Regions from separate parts of the Mus musculus genome. Here all the other regions are linked to region 3. A link is a contact called in public Hi-C and Micro-C data. All regions are on one chromosome and are shown on one strand. The core of a region is the stretch at or near the end of the contact, and the rest is flanking DNA. Distances in the headings are between cores, read along the strand shown.

What was found. A called contact is a pair of places that touch in the nucleus more often than the background predicts.
Region 1: a Micro-C map of embryonic stem cells shows a contact between it and region 3, with 10 times the contacts expected there. The contact joins the promoter of Atxn1 here to the promoter of Tfap2a in region 3. A contact is called at or near these places in 1 of 39 promoter capture datasets (embryonic stem cells) and 3 of 484 Hi-C or Micro-C datasets (embryonic stem cells and stem cell-derived epiblast-like cells).
Region 2: a contact with region 3 is called in a Hi-C map of LSK cells, with 20 times the contacts expected there. The contact joins the promoter of Foxc1 here to the promoter of Tfap2a in region 3. A contact is called at or near these places in 6 of 484 Hi-C or Micro-C datasets (LSK cells, cardiomyocytes and embryonic stem cells).

What each region holds. Positions count from the first base shown.
Region 1 is chr13:45,963,497-45,967,461 of GRCm38.p6, reverse strand. It overlaps Atxn1 (ataxin 1), which reads left to right and starts at 2,471. Exons shown (of 8, transcript NM_009124.6): 1 at 2,471-2,647. 5033430I15Rik (RIKEN cDNA 5033430I15 gene) reads right to left here and starts at 2,238. Exons shown (of 2, transcript NR_167678.1): 1 at 2,079-2,238; 2 at 954-1,551.
Region 2 is chr13:31,804,177-31,808,081 of GRCm38.p6, reverse strand. It overlaps Foxc1 (forkhead box C1), which reads right to left and starts at 1,436. Exons shown (of 1, transcript NM_008592.2): 1 at 1-1,436. The coding sequence starts at 874.
Region 3 is chr13:40,731,655-40,735,565 of GRCm38.p6, reverse strand. It overlaps Tfap2a (transcription factor AP-2, alpha), which reads left to right and starts at 1,771. Exons shown (of 7, transcript NM_011547.5): 1 at 1,771-1,896. The coding sequence starts at 1,846. It overlaps Gm26688 (predicted gene, 26688), which reads right to left. Exons shown (of 3, transcript NR_125899.1): 2 at 1,786-2,155; 3 at 404-1,544.

The DNA of each region.
Region 1 (3,965 bases), core at 1,222-3,721, 5.2 Mb before region 3:
GTGAGAGAGAGAGAGAGAGAGAGAGAGAGAGAGAGAGAGTGTTTATGGCTTTAATCTTAATGGTTAGGAAAGTAAACAACACATTTCTTATTAATTATTTTTACTGTATGGATAATGTACATATTTAGCTTTCTTCAGGGAACATTTAAATTAATCGACTACGTCTAATATGAATTATGTGTTTTAATATGTTTAAGGTTGTTAAAATAATGCAAATTAACTGCTTGCACCAACGTAATAATTACAATATTAGGAGGTTTTTTCCCCTTGAAAATTCTCTAAATATAAGATGTCTAAAAATAGAGTGGAGGTGGATTGGACAGTTTACAGATTATGAGCTGGAATAAAAACATCTCAGTTATGCCAAAAACATGGCAACCAATATTTTCTGTTATAAAAATATTTTAGATTAAATTTGTTTTTTTTTTTATATGAAAGCTGTCTGCAAGTGAAGCGAATAACAGAAGCTTTGTCGGTTTCACAGGCCAGCCGGAACAATACCTGTAGCACAAAGCAGACGCCTTTCCCACAGGCAGCCAGCGAGCGTCTGCTCCATTTCAAAGACAGCTTTACCAAGAGGGAGCGAAAAGACACCAGTCAGTTAAGCTCTGAACTGTTAACCTTCACCTGGATAAAGCTCAGGAGGGAAAACAAAACTAGACAGAGCCCCGACAGGAAACTCAACGTTAACCGTCCACTAGAGGCTGTAATGAGACCAACAATGTCACTTTAGCATATGAAGTCTAATAATCGCGGATCCTCAAGTGAACAACACAGTTTATAGGGAGTGGGGGCGGGGGGGGGCGGTGAGAGGGAACAGTTGTAGTTCTATTTAAGCAACCGTGGATGTGTGCACGGTATTTCAAAACCTGAGAATAGATAATGTGTCCTACACCACAAACACACACACACACACACACACACACACACACACACACACACACACCACTGCATCTCTTTTATTTTATTTTATTATTATTTTTTTAATTTAACTTCTGAAGTGCCGGCTCCACAATACAGTAGTTTAAACGCGCACACGTTTCTCTTGGTGATTCTGTACGCTGCTTCAGACAGTGACTAATTGTTGGGTCATACGTAAACGGAGCCAAAAGGTCTCTCAAATCCGGCTTAGAGTCAATAAATAGTAGTGGCTTCCAGCGAGACCAAGGGATCGAGTTTCCAGACTCTCAGTTCTAAGCACCTGAAAGAGGTCAGATGCTGGCCTGACACCTACTGGTCTTCAAGAATTTTCTGCTGCAAAGAGAACGCGGCACTGAGCGACCCTCGTGGGGATGTGATGGCTCTTCTTTCGGGTGCCACACCTGTTGGCAAGGTGAACGCCTCCAGAGAAGAGTTCTTCCCTCGAGCTTACGCTTGGCTGAGGTGTAGCCGGAGGGGGCCGGGTGGGGAGTCCACGTCTGCGTTTAGCCACCGGGACAAGGTGGGTGGGGGAGCGTTCCTTCGCTTGGTTTCCCCGAGAACCACCATCGACTGACTGCTCAGTGCACAGGTTACCTCGCTTGCGATGAAATGAATGATCCACAGTTAGCCCTGAGGAGTGAGTGAGGTCGGTTACCAGGGCTAGCTAGAGCTGAGGCGTTCCATGCCCACAGCAGATTTCGAGACCAGCAGAATTTGAAAGGAGGACCGGGAGGTCGCCAGCTTGTCCAGGCAGGAAAGGTGAGGGTGCCAGTGCAAGCTGGGGAAGCCTGAGAACTTTCCCGAGTTGCAAGCCAAGGCAGCAGGCGCGGGCCTTGCCTCGGATGACGCAGGGCTGGCGGGTTGGAGGGTTAACAGTAAGGATACAATGAGTCCTCTTTAGATGCTCACCCGGGGGGCACCAAGGGCACTTCGTAATTAGAAATCAGCCGACTTCCCCGCCCCCTTGGGTATTTTACCAAGTAGGAGCCAAATCCTGACACCCGTCGCTGCGAGTCTCCCAGGTTGCCTGAGTTGCACCCTGCACTCACCCTGTCCCCCTCCAACTAGGTTGCAGGGAGCCGGGGAGGCGCGCGAGCACCGATCGGTCACCACTCCAATGACCTCATCGCCCCAACTTCCCCGCCCCTTTCTCAAACCTGGAAGGCACAGTCCCCTCCGGTCGGTGTCGGGGATCCGGAGCCACAGTTGCGGAGAGACAACCCGGCCTCCCCTGGAGCGAGCGCCGCTCCAGCCCGGGTGCATAGAAGGGTTAAGGGCGCGGGCCGGCAGCCGCGCCGTGCGCTCGCCGTGCTCTGTGCGGCTCGCCGGGCCGCCTGCCAGAGGGTGCCTCCCCCCCCCCTCCCCCCCCATGAAGTCGGATCCTTGAGCTGCGGCGGCGGCAGCCAACTGCTCCATATTTGGCTTCTATTACACATTTACATACTGGAGCGAGCGAGCGAGCGCGAGAGAGAGCGCGAGGGAGGGAGGGCGGGCGGAGGGAGGAGGGAGGGGAGGGGGGAGGAGGAGGAGGAGGAGGAGAGAGCAGAGTATACCGCAGACATCATTTCTACTACAGTGGAGGAGCCGTACAGGACCTGTTTCACTGCAGGGGGATCCAAAACAAGCCCTGTGGAGCCGCAGCTAGAGCTACAGCAGCCGCAGGACACTGTGTCTCTCCCTCTGTTACCCCTTCCCCACGCAACCCCAGATCCATTTACACTTTACAGTAAGTGGCTATTTTTTTTCCTCCTCTGATTCTTTCTCTCCCCCTCCCCCTTCCACCCCGATTTAGATTAAAATCACCCCCTCCCGCACCCCAATCTGCTCTCTCCGGAGAGGGGCCAAAGAACATCCAGCATACACCCCCCCTCCCCCAGTCTCAATGGGCTGCACGGAAAACAGCTGGAAGAGGAGCGAAGGAAACCGACGCGTCGTGGTGTGTGTGTGTGTGTGTGTGTGTGTGTGTGTGCAGGCGCGCGCGCGAGTGTATGTGTGACTGTGTGTACATACACTAGTGCCCGGCTCCAGCCTCCCGGCTCGGGACCCCCTCTGGGAGCAGGAGCGGCTAGCAAGGGCAGCAGATAGGGGCTGGGTGGGCGGCCGCCAGGAGAGGGGGCGCGCCCGGGCGGGGGGCGCGGGTGGGGAGAACGGCGGCGCCCCGTTTCGGCTGCTGCCGGTCCGGCGGCGGCGAGCGGATAGAGCCCGGTCCTCCTCCTTCCGTGTGGCGCAGGGGGAGGCGGCAGCCGCGGAGGGTCGCGCTGCCCTCTTCGCTCCTCTCCAGTCCCCCCTCCCGGGTGGGGGCGGTGAGCGCTGCGGGGGCTCGAGGGAGGGCTGGGCTTCCCCGCCCGGGGTCGCCTAGCTTGACAGAGGCAACCCCGAGCTTGGGGTCTCCCCGCCTAGGCCAGCCTCTCGGGGCTACGAGGGGACCAAGAGGGGACTTTGCGTGAGGCTAGGGGCGCGGAGAGGTGGCGCCTCAGGAGGCAAGGGCGCGCGGGCCATCGCAGCGCAGCGGGAGAAGACCGGCCCTAGCTGCAGCTGCCACCGCCGCCCTGTTGGTGCGGCCGCTTCCTGATCCAGAGCAGCAGCAGCAGACGCCGCCGCCACCGCCGGAGCTGGAGCCGGGAGCCCGCGAGCGCCCCAGCCCGGCCCGGCGACTCTGCCGGCGCCCGCAGCAGTAGCGGAGGAGCTGCGGGCGCTGCCCTGCGCCGGGACTGCTCTGCTGCGCGGCGGCAGAGAGGGTGAATGAAGACGGGAGGAGGGGAAGGAGGAGGTGGCGGCGGAGGAGGCGCTGCGGGGATTGGGATGTGCCCCGGAGCCCCGCGGCTCGTTCACTCGGGGCCCGAGTCGCCGCCACTGCCACTGCCAGGGCTGCCGCCGCCACCGCCGCCGCCTCCTACGTGGTTGCAGCCGAGCGCGCAGGCCGGTCCCGCAGGGGGCAGGGAAGGGGCCGGACGGGCGGAGCGAGAGGTGAGGCGGGGTCGGAGAGGAGGGAGTAAGTGCGTGTGAGTGTGTAGGTGCGTGTGTGCGTGTGTTCGCGCGCCGGG
Region 2 (3,905 bases), core at 187-2,686, 8.9 Mb after region 3:
GTTCTGCAGCGTCCAGGCTGAGCGGCCGCGCCGACGGCAGGCTGCCCGGGGGGCTGCTCCCGCTCGACAAGCTGCTGCTGCTGCTGTCGGGGCTCTCGATTTTGGGCACTGTGGCGGCGCTGCCGCTGCCTAGGGCGGCAGCCGGGGACAGGGGCTGGGGAGGCGAGGGACACGTACCGTTCTCCGTCTTGATGTCCTGGATGCGCACGGGCGGCGGCTGTGGCCCGGGAGCGGAGCCCTCGGCCTGCTCCGGGGGCGCGGGCGCGGGCTGGCGGCCGGCCTGCGGCGGTGGCGGTTCTTGGAGGTGCAGCCGGCCCTTCTCCTCCTTGTCCTTCACTGCGTCCTTCTTCTTGAAGCGCCGCCGCCGCCGCAGGAAGCTGCCGTTCTCGAACATGTTGTAGGAGTCCGGGTCGAGCGTCCAGTAGCTGCCCTTGCCTGGCTTCTTGTCGTCGCGGGGCACCTTGACGAAGCACTCGTTGAGCGAGAGGTTGTGCCGTATGCTGTTCTGCCAGCCCTGCTTATTGTCCCGATAGAAGGGGAAGCGGTCCATGATGAACTGGTAGATGCCATTCAGAGTGATCTTCTTGTCCGGGGCATTCTGGATGGCCATGGTGATAAGAGCGATGTAGCTGTAGGGCGGCTTCACCATGTCCTTGGGCTGCGGCTGCGGCGTATAAGGCCCGTAGGCGCGCGCCATGCTGCCCGGGTACTGCTCGGCGTGAGCAGGGTGCGAGTACACGCTCATAGGGGCCGGCATGGCGGTGTAGCCGCCCCCGGCCGCCGCCGCGGCAGCGCGATAGTAGCTCTGCTCGCCGCCGAGGTAGGGCACCACTCCCAGGGAGTTGGGGCTGGACACCGAGTAGCGCGCCTGCATGGCCCCGGCTCGCCGCCGCCAGGCGCAGCCCGCCGCCCCCCACCCTCGCTCGGGCCGGGCCGCGCCGCACCGGCCGCCGAGTCCGAGTCCGGGCCGCGCCGAGCTACCGCGGGCCCCTCCGCGCTGCGTCTGTCCCGGCCGCGGCCGCCTCCTTGCGCCCTGGGCCGCTCGGCCTCTCCCTGCGCTCGCCTGGCGCCTCGCAGCCCACTCAGTTCCCGCGCGGGCGGCGAGGGAGGGTCGCTGCACCCGGAGAGGGCCAGACCAGGACGCTGCAAGCCGCCTCGGAGGAACGTTCGGATCAACTTCCAGGCGCAGTCGGGGCAAAAAAAGAGACAAAAGTTAAAAAAAAATTAAAAAAAAAAAAAAACAAAAACAAATAAAAAAAATAAGGCGCCCTGCTCGCCACTGCCTGCGCCTTCCAGGAGACACTGCTCGGGGCTGCTGGCTAAGGCGGCCAAATAACCAGGGGCGGGGGCAGCGCGCCGGCCGCCTTCCCGGGCCCCCGCGTCACCTTTTCTCAGTCTCTTGCGCCGGCCGCTTAAGGAAGCATTGGGAAAACTTCTGAACTTTTGAGCATCCGTCACCCAGGCGAGGACTTTTTTACGCAGTTACATTTTTTTCCGGGCAGGGGAGCCCCGCCCCACTACGGAGGCGGCAGCCAATGGGAGGCGAGAGACGCCTGTGAATGAGCCAGCGGCCGAGCTCTGCCGGCCCGCTCCTGGCGGCTGGAGGACCGCGGGGCTGACCACACGCGCGCCGGCTGCCCGGGCCCGGCGCCCGCGCCCCTGCCCGCAGCCCGCGCTCGGTCCTCCCACCGCACCCACCCACTCACTCCCAGACTCTGCGGTTCTCCCGGTCTGCGGACTTTCGGAGTCCTCACCGGCCCGGAGACCCTTCCTGCGTCCACTGTTCCCAGGCCTCCACGGAGCCCTCGAGTCACACAGGATCTGCCTCAGTCCTTACTCTACCGTGCTGTCTCCAGCGCCGGGAGTTTCTCCGTCCTTTCCAGCCCTCCGCCCATCCCTTGTCCTCTCCTTTCCGAATATCCCTCTCCCTGCTATCACCGGTCACACCAACATCACATTTGCTCTCCACAGGCAGGTTCTCCAGTCCGACTTTAGGTTACCAAGGCTGTTACAGCCGCCGGGGTTCCAGTGAGGAAGAAGATGGTATTTCGGTGCCTCGCCCCACTCCCTGCTAGCAGTAAGCGGAGGGGATAGAAACTTGGAACTTCAAACGTGTGTTAAGCTGATGGAATGTGTAGGCCACATTGAGGAGCACGGGGTTCACAGGCGTTCCAGGGCTTAAAAGAGCTAGAGAGTTCGGGCTAAGAGGACTCCAGAAGTTTCCTCGACAAACCATGCGTTGCCCCTCTGTCCTGACCAGTACATTTTGGCTCGTAGGGGCAGTTAAGTTCAAAAGAGCTCGGTGACATTAGTAGTTGTGGTGAAGCAGAGTCAGGTAAATATCCCCAAGAACTTAAGGCTTCCCCCAGCCACTCTCAGCCTCTACCCATTCCAGGGCAGCTGTCTCACAGAGTCTGAGTTGGAGGAAGTGTTCAGAATTGCACCTACAAGGCGGCTTAAAGATTTTGAAGAGATAAGCCCCGAATGATCCTAGATATTCCGTGATTAAACCTCAAGGCTGCAGCCTCTGGGTGACTAGAACAGGATGGGTAGAGATGGGGGTGGGGGGGCGGTATTGGAGGATCTGAGAGGATAGGCCTCCCTCTGACTGAAAAACAACCCTGTATTTCAGCAACTGGTCCAGAAAAAAAAAATCTGACAGAGTGGGCACCAGGTCGTTTGCTAGAAGATGGGTTTGAGAGAAACACTGTGAAAAAGTGTTTGTGAATATTTTTCACCTCGGTTCCTCCGATTTCTGGTAATCTTTAACGCTAGGACTTGCTGGGAGTCAAAAGGTTTACCGACTTGAACCTTCTTTCCCTCACTAACACACACACACCATCACCACCACCTCTCCCTTAGTAGATAAAGATGCTTATTTATGCAGTAGGCACAGCTCTGTTTTGCTTGAACATATGCTTATACGCACATACATACATAATACATACATGTGTGTAATTTCAAAATGGGCATTTATATCAAGGAAAGAAGACTCATGTTTCTAGAATTCACACACAAACACAACACTCTCTCTCTCTCTCTCTCTCTCTCTCTCTCTCTCTCTCTCTCTCTCTCTCAAAGGGAAGCAAGCAGTTTGCATCCTGGTCTAGCACAATGTGGGCTCACTTGATCCTCTATTCCCAGATGTTTGCAAGACTAAGGACACTGTTGGACTGGGAGAAGTACCAGAGTCAGCAGTTGTTCCTAAAGATTCTTGAATGTGGTGAGAGTATAAGCTACACGTCCTAAAATATAAATTCATGTCTCCTTCTAGCCCAGCACACCAATGGCCTCACCAGCTCCTGACGCTGTGGCTTTAAGTCCTGGGTCTGGCCCTAGCTGGAGTACAATTAGAAAGTGATCGTCCCCTACACCTTGGCATTTGGTTCTTAAGCTGTGTGTGCACAACCAGCTGTGTGGTAGGATGATCGCAGCTTTTAGCAACTTCGCAGCTTTTAGCAACTTGTTTGTTTTCTGATTGTGGGGTTTCCACATTCCAGCGGGCGGGGTTCTGTAAGAGACAATGTGTTGCGTGCCCTCCCCCAGTCCCCAATTGCTCCCCAACCCCCAGTCCTTAGAAGTGTAAACAGTTTGTTCTGTAAATAACAAATCAAACAGCAGTGGTGTTTTCTGTTGCCCTCCTGGCTTTGGATATAAAATTTGACATTGTGAAATTCGTATTTGGCACGCGGGGGGGTGGGGGGGGTGTTCAGTTTTACAAAGATCAACTTTCCATGGTTTGGCTCTGGATAATCGCCAGGAAAAGATATTTGCATTTGGTTTTTATATGCTTACTCGGAAGCAAGCCTCCAGTGAACGGTTTGATTGTATTTCAAGCGCTTGGTGTTTTATTGTTGTTACTGGCTGTTGTTTGAACGTGAAGATGCAGTCTTTGGGGGGTACAA
Region 3 (3,911 bases), core at 522-3,021:
CTGGCTTTTCGGGGAAGAGACTCTAGCTTAGACAGGGTCTTCAGGAAGGAGAATTGCACCTCTACAGTTTTGAGTGGAGGCTGGTGTTCTCTTCTCTTGCTTTTCTTCCACCTGTTAGCAAACACTTGGATTTGCCGATGTCTTCTTCCCCATGAGGGATTCACTATGGAAATCGAGGAGGCCTGGACATTTGGGGTGGGGGGGGGGGAAGGAAAGAAGAAAGAAAAGAAGGAAGAAAAACCAAAGAAAAAAGAATCAGATGAACCAGAGGTCTCTGAGGAGATCTGCTGTCGTTGATCCACAATTAGCAGGACAAAGACAGATAAAAATATTTTTTAAAGTGCTAGTGGGAAAACTCAGCCAGAGAAATCCCTCTATATCAGAGTGTCACATTAAAGTCTTTAGTGTTTTTTTTTTTTTAATATCTTACTTTAGAATAATTGCAGTAAGGGAGGAAGGGTCCCGGTGGAGTGAGTAAGCCCCTGGGCGGAGTCAGGAGTGGCCAACTTGGGGAAGGGGTGTCTCCTGCCTTCAGGTTCTTCACCAGCCGGCCATTGCGCCGCCAAAACGCCGGCGTTAGTAACATCAAGTCATAAAGGGTCGCGTCCTTCTTTAATTAAAAAGGAGAATCTTGGGAAAACTGGAGCCGATTTGCACAGGAAGAGTTGGTTCCTAATGTTTTATTTTGATGCATGTACGACACCGCATGGAGAGTCGCAGGAGCTCATGGGTCTGCGGTTTGGCTCACTCCAGAAGGGGTTGTGCATCCCCATCCGAATTCTGTGTTGTTGTCCACGTTGCACCTGGGAAACCTTACAGTCCAAACGCCCGGATGAATAGTCAGTCCGATTCAGCTTCATACAAACCGGAGGAAAATCATTTAACCCCCGGATCTGTCGAGTAACCTCTTCAGGGTACAACTTTTATTTTACACGTAGCAATTAAGAGATCGCAAACCCCAACCGAGCCACCGGAGCCGGCTGGCAGAATCTCCAACCTGGGGGGAGGGGGGAGCGCAAAGCTAATAAAACTCCCAGGGCGCTGCAGCCCGAGGGGGTAACAGCCGTGAGCGGAGGCGATCTCTAGTTGGGCAAAATTCTTGGAGTGACTTTGCTGGTCCTGGTTTGGTGGCTACGGTTCATTGCGAAAGGGATAATGATTTCTAATAAAATCGGACGGGGACGAAAGGCAGATAGTGGCGGTTGTAGTAAGAGTGGGAGGTGGGGTACTAAAAGTTGGTCCCTAGGCGCCGCCGCTGGTACCCTGCGTAGTACAGAGCTTTATCCAAAGCATCTTTGGCTAGCAGGACCCGAAGACAGGCGAAGGGGAAAGAGATGAAATTGGGGATAGGGGACGCTCGAACAGGGAGGGTGCTGGAGCTCTAGGAAGAGTTGTTGGGCTTGCAGGCTGGCATGCAGGCAAGTGCTCTAGGAGCAAGTTAGCGGCTAGAAGAGGCCTTTATACCTGGGTCGGAGCGGCCGGCGGCAGATTGTGGTCCTGGCGAGCAATTGGACTATTGTTGATATGCTAATGAGGCGATTAGGCTGTTCGCGAGGAGCAGGAAAAGGGAAAAGTTTCTACCATTAGAGGGAGATCTCCGAGCGCACACGGGAGCTCTCTAACCCTTCTCTCCTCCTCCCTCCTCGCCCTTCTCCTGGCCCTCCTCCTCCTCTACCTCCACCTCCTCCTCCCCCTTCCTACCCTTCTCCTCCTCCTCGCCCTCCTCTCCTCCTCCCCCCCTCCTCCTCTTTTGCTCACCGCCCGCAGCCCGCACTTTGCGCTAACCCAGAGAGTAGCTCCGCTGGGGTGCGAGGCGCAGAGGGGCAAATCCGATCACGCCGATCCATGAAAATGCTTTGGAAACTGACGGATAATATCAAGTACGAAGACTGCGAGGTAAGCGCGGCGCCGACTCAGTCATCCTTGCGGCCACAGGCTTGGAGATCGACCCTCCCTCTCCTCCTCCTCCTTCTCTCCACGCGAAATGCGAGTGGGACAAACTTAACACCCGCGCAGCTCCCACCCCTCCATGTCGCCCGAATAGCACAGGGGAGACGCTGGAGATAGTGGACATGGATCTCGGTTCTTTCACTTTTGTCTTTCGAAGCTCGTGTTCCACTCTTTCCCCTTTTCTCCTGGTTACTTTTGGTTCTGCCTGAGAGTGGAAGGAAGAGAAGAGCTTGGATTTAAAAAAAAAAAAAAAAAAAAAAAAGCTGGCAACTGGGCACGTGCCTGTGCACTCTGGTGTGTTTGAGCGAGATCCTGGGGGTGCCTACAGTAGCAGGAAGAAAATAAAACCATGTCCCCCCTTTCACTCCCTCCCTGACATTAATACCCCCTTTTTCATTCATTCTTTTCTTTCTCCCTAAAGACGTTCCCTTCTTGCATTTGGAGAAGGGCGCACACACTTCGCCCTGACCTGTAAAGCACGTTCGGCTTGGGAGCCCACACGTCAGCCCTTGGTGTCACTCTTTAGCTGCTATAGTCCTTGAAGTTCTAAGGAGTTTCTCCCGCCGAGCTTCGGGGTGGACACACCCCGTGGTGGTGGTTGGGTGTGGGTGCGTTACCGGCCTCTGGGAGTCGGGGACGGGGGAGGGATCCCCCTTCTACCTGCCAGTGCTTAGCGGCGGGACCCTGAAAATCCTGGGGCGACAGCCGATCGTCTCCAGTTGCCGATAGTCCGCTGGGATCAGAGAGAGGGCCGTCCCTTGGGAACCCATTTTAAAACCCAGAGCCTCAGAGCATAACTTTTGGGACAGTCAGGGAGGCATGAAAAAAGAACCAACGGCTTGTGCGGGGGGTGGGGGAGGGATGGCCTCAGCCTGTTGTGTGTGTGTGGGTTTTTTTTTTTTCATACCCCACTGAAAGGGGCTGATCAGCGAGTGGTGTGACGGAGGGGTGGGAAGCCCGTGATTATCCAAATCTGTAGTAGCCTTGACTTTCGCTGTTCTCTCTTTCTTTCTTTCTTTCTTTCTGTCTGTCTGTCTGTCTGTCTGTCTGTCTGTCTGTCTTTCTTTCTTCCCCCCCCCCCCCTTTCGGCATTTGGAGCTAGGGGTTCCGGCTAAAACGTCTGCTCGCGGGCGCGCAGAGGCAAAAATTCTGACTTCACTCGAAATTAGAAACTGGGTTTACGTGAGGGAAGTGTCACCCGCTCCCTCCCCCTTTTCTTTTAAAATGCTGGGTTTTTTCGCCTTTCTCCTCTCCGTCTTTCCCTTTATCCCTCTCCACTCCCAACCTGGGACACCAGGTGACAGGCATCCCTACCAATATCCCTGCTTCTCTGGGGACTCCTGTGGTGCGCCGAGAGGGGCCCAGGAACCCCATGTAGGACCAGACAGCTTTGTTTTCTAGACTAAGGGTGACTTTTGCCGGCAGGGCTAGGTTCTACTGTGACTCTTTAAGAGCAGTTTTTCCCCCTTAGGGATCTGGGCTCCCTTCTCTAGCTGATGGTTTTTTCACTTTCTTGGAACCCCGAAATCAGTTCGGGGTACAAGCGCCCTGAGTGGAAGCGTTAAGAATCTTAGTGTGGCTCAACACACCAAAGGAAACTCGAGGGTAGGGCGCGAGATGAACTTGAACCCCCCAGAGGGACTCTGAAGGCGCATGAGAGAGGGGTTGGAGAGGGGTGTGATGAGACCGGGATGGGAGAGAAGAAGAAGAAAAAAAAAAAGTCTGGGCAATCTCAACAACTTTGGTATCAGCGGGATAGCCAGCTCTGGAGCGGAGATTTCGGGTTCCCGAGCGGGCTTAGAGTTGTCTGATTTGGCTGAGACTCTGCAGGGACACGCAAGAGGCGAGGTGCCGCTTGTTCCGACAACCAGGCGGGCCGACTAGCAGTGGCGACGCGAGGGGAGAGCTAGCTCTGTCATCTAGGGGGTGTCGGCAGGAGTGGCCCAGCCAGTCCGACGGGT